Regions from separate parts of the Mus musculus genome. Here all the other regions are linked to region 3. Evidence: chromatin contacts called from public Hi-C data. All regions are on one chromosome and are shown on one strand. The core of a region is the stretch at or near the end of the contact, and the rest is flanking DNA. Distances in the headings are between cores, read along the strand shown. Region 1 has its middle 13 kb from the start of Hspa13. Region 2 has its middle 71 kb from the start of Samsn1. Region 3 overlaps Gm15555 (predicted gene 15555).

The links. A called contact is a pair of places that touch in the nucleus more often than the background predicts.
Region 1: a contact with region 3 is called in a Hi-C map of the G1E-ER4 cell line, with 4 times the contacts expected there. The contact joins two enhancer-like sites. A contact is called at or near these places in 3 of 15 datasets of contacts at CTCF or cohesin (the G1E-ER4 cell line, large pre-B cells and pro-B cells), 40 of 484 Hi-C or Micro-C datasets (the AML12 cell line, B cells, the Ba/F3 cell line and 23 more), 3 of 115 datasets of contacts at active chromatin or transcription factors (CD8 T cells, acute myeloid leukemia and bone marrow-derived dendritic cells) and 1 of 9 other capture datasets (liver).
Region 2: a Hi-C map of the G1E-ER4 cell line shows a contact between it and region 3, with 4 times the contacts expected there. The contact joins two enhancer-like sites. A contact is called at or near these places in 3 of 484 Hi-C or Micro-C datasets (the G1E-ER4 cell line, the HPC-7 cell line and embryonic stem cells) and 1 of 115 datasets of contacts at active chromatin or transcription factors (bone marrow-derived macrophages).

The regions. Positions count from the first base shown.
Region 1 is chr16:75,778,553-75,781,990 of GRCm38.p6, forward strand. No RefSeq gene overlaps it. Among named protein-coding and RNA genes, the nearest start is that of Hspa13, 13 kb to the left of the region's middle. Within about 2 kb of position 1,354, at least 4 of the 459 cell types and tissues checked have an H3K27ac peak or open chromatin away from gene starts, as enhancers often do. A contact at or near this core is called in the G1E-ER4 cell line, where this site is marked.
Region 2 is chr16:75,836,771-75,840,360 of GRCm38.p6, forward strand. No RefSeq gene overlaps it. Among named protein-coding and RNA genes, the nearest start is that of Samsn1, 71 kb to the right of the region's middle. Within about 2 kb of position 1,466, at least 29 of the 459 cell types and tissues checked have an H3K27ac peak or open chromatin away from gene starts, as enhancers often do. A contact at or near this core is called in the G1E-ER4 cell line, where this site is marked.
Region 3 is chr16:76,003,863-76,007,296 of GRCm38.p6, forward strand. The region is part of intron 2 of Gm15555 (predicted gene 15555); the gene reads left to right. Among named protein-coding and RNA genes, the nearest start is that of Gm15555, 4.8 kb to the left of the region's middle. Within about 2 kb of position 2,064, at least 5 of the 459 cell types and tissues checked have an H3K27ac peak or open chromatin away from gene starts, as enhancers often do. A contact at or near this core is called in the G1E-ER4 cell line, where this site is marked.

The DNA.
Region 1 (3,438 bases), core at 104-2,603, 230 kb before region 3:
AACTTCTTTTTAATTGATGAGTTAGTTGATTAAAATAAGCAACTTCACATGCCTACATTATGAATCTAGTATGCATATTATCTAACTTATGTGCTATGTGTTGTCTTAGATTGTAATTATAATTTTGGCTTCTAAAGTCTAATCAGATTTTTGTTACAAAACATGAAATATCCGTTCATGTTCTAAAGTATAAAGAATATTTCATTATCCAAAACTGTGTTTAACCATGGTGTTTCTTTCAGTTTGCATTATTTAAGGAACAGGGATGCATCACCAATGAGTAAACATTCTGGTAGGGGAGAATTCCCCGTGTACCATCATAGCATCTGATCAGTCCTCAAGGCCGACACCTTGCAAGAATAGATCTAGTTTCTATGGAGACGTCGCATCAGTCTTCTATTATTGTGAGAAAAGCAAGTCAGTTTGTTTAATCCCCTTAAAAGAGTATAAGATTAACCTCCAGTGCCTTTAGATAATCATCGTTTGCGTTAGTTTTCAAATACCACAATCCTAAACAAGTGACTAAAGAAGTGTGTGTTGTTCAGGGTTTCATCTTTTGCTGACCATAGTGCTACTGTGCATCTTCAGAAACAAAAACACCTGCTTCTTCTTAAAGGACCAGAGTGTGCTGTGCTCACGTGTCTCTTGTGTGTCTTCTAGAGTTGTGTCATACAGAGTACGTCCAGGAAAATGGAATAAGCATTTAGCTGGCAGGGTTCACTTCCTGTTCAAGATTTAATATGAGTGAACATACATGAAATTAATTTAATTATTATCTGTTTTATGGAGCCTGTTCATCATATTTATGTTTGAGTTTCCAGGAGCATAAAGACTTTGTGTGGGAGTGTTTCCTTTAGAGCAAAGGATCAAATGTATTTGGGGTTTTGAGCCATGAAATGTTTAGTGACCAGCAGGTGTCTCTGTTACACAGCAAAGAAGGCTTTTTAACTTGACCCTATTTCACACCTAAGATCCCTTTTCAATTTCCACAGTTATTTGTTCTACTTTTTATGAAGAATCCTTGTTCTTCTTAAGTCCTTTGTACCAAATCTCTGTTTCTTTTACGTGTGGCATCTAAAATTACTTCTTAATATCTAACCTTCACCCTGCATCTTTGTTTATCAGGTATCAACTTTTAGGATGGAAGGTAGATCAAGATCTTTATTGAGAAACCCTAAGCAGTGAAACGACTGCAAGGCCACACAATTAAATTAAATAAAATGTGTGCATCAAATAAATGCAGCATTGCCCTGTAAAGGAACAGTGAGGCAGCTTGGCACTGTTTCTCTCTCTTTACTAAAAGGCTTAGGAACTAAAAGCTGTAAACAAGAGCTAAGCAACTACAGCTCCTCTCTACCTCCCCACTACACACACACACCACCACACTTTCTCTATGTTGTGTTGACAGTATCTCACTATGTAGCGCAGGCTGGCCTCCAACCCAGCATCTTCTCCTTCAGTTTACCACGTTCTAATAGTACGGGCTTGTGTCACCATGGTTGGCAATGATGTTTTTGTAAACATGCATAATTATATGATTTTTAAATATTTAAATTATATATGTATACATACATATATATACATATATATATACATACACATATATGGAGAAAAGTCTAGTAATACTATATTCAAGTCTTTTTTGCAGACTGTGAGGAGAGGGCCACACTCTAGTTGTCAATAGCATCAACTACTTGCATGTAATTGTCCCAGAGTTTTTCCATTTTAATGATTTTTCTCTTTTTTTTTTTTTTTTTTTTTTTTTTTTTTTTTTTTTTTTTTTTTTTGCTGTTATTGTTCAAGGTTTCCCAAGAGATCCACTTGTGTTTATTCTTTGGAGGAGAGCAGAGTGATTTGTGTGTATGTATCTGTGCTAGAGCTTTTGTATAATTCTGTTCTCTTAACTTTGGCCATGTGCTTTGTTTGTATATGTTCTTGTTTGTGTGAACAGATATTCAGGCTGCTTTAAGGTTTATGAATTATGCTTTGAAAATTATTGGATAAGAATCATCCCCATCAGGATAGAAGTCATTGGAGACATTGGATGGCTCAAGTCTCTGCTTACCTCATGAATTTATACTTTCTCTATGTGGGAGAAATGATCCCATTGCTTATTGGATTTCCAAGAGAATATGAAAATATAAGAAGCTAAGTAGCATGTGTTGCATTTTGCAACTGCTGGTAGTAATGTTTGATAGTATTGATGAACTTCCATAAATAAAATTGCCAATTTTCCTGCATTTAATTTGTTGTCTGCCTTTTGTAACTATTACCTGGCTGTTGAAACACACCATGTAAGGGCTTTTATGAGAGCAAATGTGGGGTTGTGATAAGCAGTTCACATGAACCAATGCAATACCTTGGAAGCTGAAGGTTAGCGACTGCTGATATATGACCCGTAGCTGTCCAGGTGTCTTACTAATTCAAACAGCTATTTGTGGAGAATAAATGTAATTTTGAGCTTTCATGCTCTTGCTGGCATGCTAAGAATGATCAAATTTATACAAAATTTCTTAGTCCACCAGAATGTCTACAGGAAGTCACAGCTGAACACGCTTTGAGGTTGAGTACAATGTTAGTGAGGTAAGGGAGACGGGAGATGGGAGACGGGGCTTCTAGAACAGTTAGCTTTGTTCTCGTTCTATCTCGAGGCATGTAGGCCATACAATTAACTCCATTTAATCATTTGTCAGGCAGATACTGTAAGATAACTGGGTTGACGTTTGTGTACAGATCCATGAATCCTACCACCTAGACAAGTACGTATTTACATCATTTCATATGACAGACAGAGTTTTATATGCAATGCACGATTCAGGAATTTTGAAATAAATCCCTCCTATTCTTATAAAATACAGTATGGACTAAGGCTATGTAAACAAATATATATAGGCAGTGTGAGTGGCACTCAAAACCACTTAAACCCAGGAGTCACTGCCGAGTCACAGCCGTTTAAAATATTTAAGAGCCAATTTAGGAGGCACTCTTAAATCTCTTTGTCTTAAGATCATATAAAAAGCTACTATTCCACAGAAATTATTTCTCCTCCTTAAGAATTTTGAGTTTACACCTCTCCTGATCATATTGAATAAAATCATGTGAATAGTTTGAAATGTTATAACATTTAAAGTAGCTAAAGAAAGTTTGATTTCCGTGTGCTTGTATGTCATATTACTTACCGTTGGTTAATTTTTTTTTCTTTTAAGTAGGAAGGCTGAAAGCATAATGAAGGAGTGTGTGTATGTGTGGTGTGTGTGTATGTGGTGTGTGTGTATGTATGTGGTGTGTGTGTGTGTCTGTGTGTGTGTGTATGTGTGGTGTGTGTTTGTGTATGTATATGTGATGTGTGTGTGTATGTATGTGTGTTGTTTGTGTGTATGTATGTGTGATGTGTGTGTGTGTGTGTGTGTGTCCACACGCATGCGTGCGCACATGTTG
Region 2 (3,590 bases), core at 216-2,715, 170 kb before region 3:
CCAGATCCCACTGGAAAATCTGAAAGCTGTCTCCCTACAGTAGAGGACAGGGTAATGAGGCAGGAGTGGTAAATTCGTGGACTGGAGAATTAGGTAGAAATGGACCGTTTAAGGCAGGTTAAATGAATGCTTGGATCTCATCCAGAAAGTACATAAGAGGCAAGGAAGGAAGGGTTCTTAAATTGGACTGTTGTATTATCACAGTGGGATTGGAGAATCTCTCTCTGAACAGAGTAGAAAAGATAGAGTGTGGAATTAGAACGATTTTTATGGTGCTATTGATATTGATTTATATATATATATACATATATATAATTAGTATACACACACACACACACACACACATATATGTATATGTGTGTGTATATATATATACTGATGTAGAGGGGGAAAAGGGAAGAGAATACATGTATTGCCTATATTCCATCACTGATATCTGTTGTAACTGGATGAGTGAATGCATGTAAAATATGAGGGAGAAGAAAGTTGATTCTGGATGGATGATGGTATAACCTAGTTCTTTTGGGTAGGTAAGATTGGAGATTCATGTGTAATATATTCAATATATGGGGTTGACATTTATGTGACATAGTAAAATCACTGGGTTCTAATGATTAACTAAATATTTAAACAGAAGATGACCAAGAAGCCATATATCTCAACTTTGCTACAAGTACGAGAATGAAGATTTTAAAAATTCTACTACTAAGGTTGCATTCTGTCTAGATCAACTTAAACAGATTTCAAAATTCCCTGCCTGGATGGCTCCAATGGACACACAAGACAGAGTGTGACGATTTAGTGGCATAGAGCTATTCATTTCAACCATTTTTGTATAATGCAGTAACTTAAAGTGCTTTAAATTTTTCCAAGGCTCAGAAAATATCCTGTTTGAATTAAACTGAAGTACATGAATATTTTGCAACAGTTCTATTGAGAAATAATCAGCACCATACAAGATTTATCATTTGAAGATTTTTTTTTGGTTGTATAGGTGGTTATGTGATGATACATTTACAGGACTATAGGTATATATCAGAGCAAGAAAGTTGTGTCAGATGCCCTAGAGCTTGACTTACACATGGTTGTGAGTCACCAACCATAGGTACTGGGAAAGGAACTCAAGAGTGCTACTGGCTCTTAACCACTGAGCAATCTTTCCAGCTGAGAGTCTGCCTTTTAAAATTAGAAGTTACAGTCTATGACATCATCATATTCCTGGCGTCTCTCTCTTAACACAGTGTTTACAAGGTTCACCTGCTTGTAGTACCGGTACCAGACTCCTTCCACAGCCTTCGTAATTTTCCATTGCAAGATTTTGGCCCATTCATAGGTGGATAGAGATTTGGGTTGTTCTTCATTTTCACAAAGGTGAATAATGTTACTAAGAACTTGTGTGACTATGCTTTGTCATGGGACTTTCTTTTTCAGTTATCTTGTGTAATACCAGGTATTGGAATTGCTGAATCATTTCAAAACTCTGTCTTCACCTCTTCTGGAGGAACTGATAAAGTATGTACACCATTCTACGTTCCTATCACAGCGCATCCAGGTTTTAGTTTTCCCTCTTGCTCAGCATCTTTTCCTTTAATTCTAGCTGTCCCACCTGATTGGAAGTAACATTTTAATGGCCTTCTGATCTGCATCTCCCTAATGTCCAGTGTTATTTAGTGTGCTTTTGTGAACTCTCGGGTCATTCATATATCCACTTTGTAGAAATATCTGTTCAAAATTTTGTCCACTTTTAATTTAAACTTTTAACTTTAATTTTTAATAATGTGAGTTTTCCCTGTTATTGTGGAGTAGCTTGTTGGAATCTACTAGGTGTACTTGTATTTATTTAGTGATATCAAATGTTTATATGTTCCTGCGGATATGTAATGTACATTTTTTTCCTGTACCTTATAGTCTATTTTCACTTGGGATGGAATGTAGACACCATGTGACTGAACAACATTTAAATATCCATTGTCTCCAGTTGGGAGACAGAGCCCAAACAGGACATCTCTTGTCTCCTAACGAAGCTTTCAGTATTTGGATTTGTGTTATAGCTAATTGAGTTGTTGGCCAAACGGATCTCATGGGAATCCCTAAACAAGCTAAGCTGTTGACAAAGCAATAGGTAGCAAGGCACCACTGCTGCAGAAAACACCTATACAAAGAAGTCAGGCTGGTGCCTACATAGAGCTTCCCTGCTAGCTCTAGTTTCTTTGGTATGGAAGGATTCTGAGTGCTATGAAAACAGAAACGTAAACACAAAGCCAGCCACAAAACTTTTGCTCTACAGCTGTGACCAGCCTGTGAGATATGCTTCAGGAAAGGTGACATAAAGCTTATTGAAGTAACCAACCAATACTGATCTGACTTAAGGGCCTGCTCCACGAGGTGAAGCTTATACCAAACATTACTTGGGTGACCAAGAAAGGGACAAGAGAGCCTGTGGATATGGGGGGAAACAAAAGACTTTTCTTATAGAGATAGTTTTTCAAATATGACTCTCTCTGATGACTCTAGCTTGTGCCAAGTTGAGATAAAAATAATCTGGACATTACCTAGACTGCTGTATGTAATCCCAATGGACCTGTTGGTTCTCCAAATTGGACATTGGTAGAATTTTTACTTTGCCCTGTCATTAATTCCCTAGCTCAGAAAAGCAGAAATTTATTCAGGTCTCCTCAGAAAAAGTCTCCTAACATTATTTTGAGGTGTTTGTTTGTTTTTATAGTTTCTTAATGATTGCTTTGAGAATAAAAGTTAATATCTTAACTGCAGGATATTATCCATATAACTATTAACTTATTTTAAGCAGTATATATTATACGTTTGCTTCTATAGCCTGAATCCCTTTCCCTTCCTACCTTTATAATATTATAATACAGTTACACCTTTATTTATTATAAACCCACCACAATGCTTTATGAATATGATTTTATTAAATTGATTTCTTTATAATTTTGTCATTGAAAAATCAAAAGTCTATATTTATAGAGCATGATATATAATGCTGGGCCTCATACATATATTTCAGACCAGTTAACATATGCATCAGCTCATCAACATTTCTGGTGAGAATGTTAAAATCTGCCCTTCTAGTCATTTTGAAATATACAATTCATTGCAGTTAATTTTGGTAAATACACCACTTTGTAACACAGAACCCTTGCTCTTGTCTTAGACTTTGTACCTTTGGATCACATCATTTCCTCTCCCCTTCTGCTGGTTTAATTGTTGTCCCCCAAAAATTAATGTTCTGGAAACTTGGTCCTCAGTGAGCAGTGTTGATATGGAAGAACTTTAAGGTGGTTGGGCCTTGTGGCAGGTGGGTGAGGGATGGGGCATCCCACTAAGAAGGAATTGAGGCTGGTATTTCAGAGCAGGCTGGTTCCCAAAACAGTGAATGCGTTTGAGGCAAGTTTGGATACCTGGGATCCCACTATTATTTTTTCCCCAGAGAAACTGTATTTTAAAAGATTACTGAAGGAGCTCAGCAGCTAAGAGCTCCTCCAGAGGACATGAGTTAGATTCCCATCACCCATTTCCCTGCTCACAACCATTTAGAGTATCTAACACCTGTTTTCTGGCATATGCGA
Region 3 (3,434 bases), core at 814-3,313:
TGAGCTATATTTGTTTAGCCCCAAATTCTGAGGGTTCACTCAAAGGTTCAGGCGGGGAGAAGGGGGTGTTCTTGACAGCTCATCCAGAACGGTAGCTGCACTCAGATCTCTGAAACCCGTTTGTAGTGAAGTCTCCAGTTTCTGAGTTCACTTTGTAAGCCTGCTCTCATGGCATGGTTTGCAGGTCCTCCACTTGGGATTCTGCTTCATAGAAATGTGTAAGTAAATACATCCTATTCCCACGGTCATTGTAATCTAACCACGGAACTCATTTCCTATCAGCTTTGTCTGATTCTTCTAAGTTCAAGTGAGGCATGAGGCCAAAGACTCCAGAAGATGTCGATGAGGGCAAAAAGGCAGCGATAACAAAATCTTAGGTATCAAGACACTTCAGCATGGGTTTCAGATATTTGGTAAGACACCGGTGTAGACACCCCCATGAAGGCATTCTTTAAGCTGAGATTAACATCTAAGTAAGTAGATTTCTTCACTGATCAATTCGCAGGATGGTGAAGGTGCCAGTACAGTTCAGTGAAGGCAGTATGTAATAATACTTCTGCATAGCAGTGGATAAAACACCTCACAGAAAGAGCTTGAAGGAGGAGAGGTTGAATTTGTCTTTATTTGTAGAATGATCCCTTTACCATGGTAGGGAAGGGATGACAGAGGGGATTGCCTTCATCTGTGGCACTGGAAGCATGAGGTAGCAGTTGTTCACACCTCGAGAGACCATGATGTAAGTAAGATACAGCCAGAATGTTCAGGAATATCCCCTCCTCACAAGGCTGGGGAATCATTGTGGAAAAGCCATTCCTTTCTTTCTTGGCACTTTCCTTTCTTAGCACTTCAGCTGCTACCCAATGCATCCTTGAAAGCTGAAAGCAATGGGCTACACTTAGTAGCCTTAAGACTGATAATGGTGACAGAACGCCTTTATAGATAGGAGAAAGCAAGCAGAAGGCAGAATTATCCTTAAGCTGTCCTTCCTGTGGCCTATAAAATCTTGCTGTTACCTTCTCTGCAATGCACCTTAACCATCAATGGGGTGAACATTCAAGATGTATAGCACATATACTGCTGGTGGCTCCAGACTGAAGCAAAGCTAACTGGCCATGGGAGATTGAACTCCTGACCTTGGCCTCATTACTGCTGAGCTCTAAGCAACTGTTAGACACGCATCATATTGTTTGTCTTTAAAACTGTGCTTGACTCTGTTATATTACTCTCTCCTTAACATCTGGTAGCTGGGAACAATTTAATTGATTTCTCCTGTGTTTTTTATGAGCACAGAATGTCGATGAATGAGTAGTTACAAAATTGAACTTGCATTTTAAAAATATAAGGGAAGAGACACCCCTGACTTATGAAATGTGCAATAGAGCAAATGCACCCACGATGGGCTTTCTTGTTTGTGGTTGTCCCCTGTGGTAGGCATCTCAGACTGAATTGTCAAATATTGCACTATATACCTGGTATTCAAGGCAGTTTGTGGAGAGTCAGACCTTGAGTTTTCTAATGCACATCAACAATAAATCCTATTGCTACATCTTGTCCAGCCTAGGAAAAAAATCAATGCTTTTAGGTAAAGATTGCTGATCACAAATTATTTTGAGCAGCTTTTTTTTTTTTAACAAAACGATATCTAAGCAATGGTGATAGTTTGACTTAAAGCCATTTAGTCAAGGATATTAAATTAAAAAGATTGCTCTGTCCTGGTGTGAGGGCTTGCAGAGAAAGGGAAACGGCCATTAGCATGCAGGGTGCCAGGTGGTTAACGTGCGCAATAACATTTAATCCTCACCACAAACTAAGAAGCAAATCTTTCTATCCACAGTGCTCACAAACTTAGGGTCAGAGTAATTCAATAACATTCCCAAGGACACACAGTTCCCAGCCACGAGTGGGAATAAAACTCAACTCTATTAACTTCATTGCCAGCTCAAGATTTTTTTTATCTGCTGTGGTTCTCCAGATAACAGACTCATTTAGCATATATATTATATTGTTGAATCCTTTCTCTTATCATAAACCCATCCTCCTTGCTTCTCACCTCCCCTAAACACACTCTTCCAATGACCCCTATACTACCCCCATCTCTCTCTCTCTTTCCTCTCTCTCTCTCTCTTTCTCTTGTGCAGTGTGTGCGCACACAGCATTGACATTCATGCTTGTTGCAGAGGCCAAAGAAAAAGTTGATATTTGGGAAGCCAGAACTCTGGCCTTGACTCTGGCATTTTAGCAAAGTCACAAGCCTTAGTTTCCCTTTGAATTCTACCTGCCAGGAGTTTAGAAAACTTTGTGTGTGGTAACTGCTTTGCGATTTATTCTCTATTGCAGTAGTTGCTAAATCCTTTGTCTTTGACATTCTATTCTATATTAATTCATGGAAAGCCTCCTTTACAAAGACTTGACACTTTACAAAGCCATCAATATTGCAGAGGACTTCCCTTATGCCCCTGTGCTAAATGATTGTTTGCCCCTGAAGTAGAAATACTTCCAGTAATTTTCTCAAGATGCAAAGGAGTCCCACCTACTACAAGGCAGCCATCCCCACATTCTGCAGAGGCATGTCTCTCCCAAGCCTTCCTCTATGCAGAGGCCAAAGGCTACAAACCATATTCCAGAGGTTTACTTAGGGATGGAGACTAGACCAGCCATGACTTTGACTGTGAACATTCAGGTAAAATTTGGGAGATCAGATTTGAAAGCAGAGGCACGTCTTGTAGCCATGTTTAGGAAATGGTAGGATATAGCTATGAGCGCCAGATATTAAACTTGAGTTGCAGCTCTGAGATAAACATTCTAAGTATCATTTGGTAGTGGCATCTTTGCAATGAATGTACTCTGAATTCATTTATGAGAGAAGTGGGTTGTCAGGAGTTGGTAAGAACATTGATTATCCATCCTAAAATGGATCCTAAAGTAAGGTGTTTTGGATCTGATGCCAAAGGTCTCAGCACTTGGAGGGGGTCATCAATATGTCCTTTTAATTCAAGTGGAGATAAAACAACTCAAAGAAAGGAATTATAGGTGGATTATATGAATGGAAGAAGCTCCTTTCTTTGTTTTCAGAAAGGCTTGACAGAAAACTGTTGAAGTTTTGCTTTGGAAGGGGTAAGATGACCTTGATGGGCAGCGAAGTGGTCAAATATAAAGTCATCTAAATACAAACGTTGTACCTTAAAAAAATAAAATAAAATAAAAATGGAAATGAGCCATATTTCACTTATCCTATCTCAAACACTGTCAGCAAATAATTCTCACTACCAAGATATATTATGCTTGTTTTTATATATTCTTTGAAATATGTCATATATTTTATACATGCTAGTCCTCTGCATTTAAAGTAACCATTTTTCTCACACTCATTTGGTACCTGTGGCTATATAATTCAGCTTTAAGACAGGAGTGGGGAGCTACAACTAGGTTCGGCT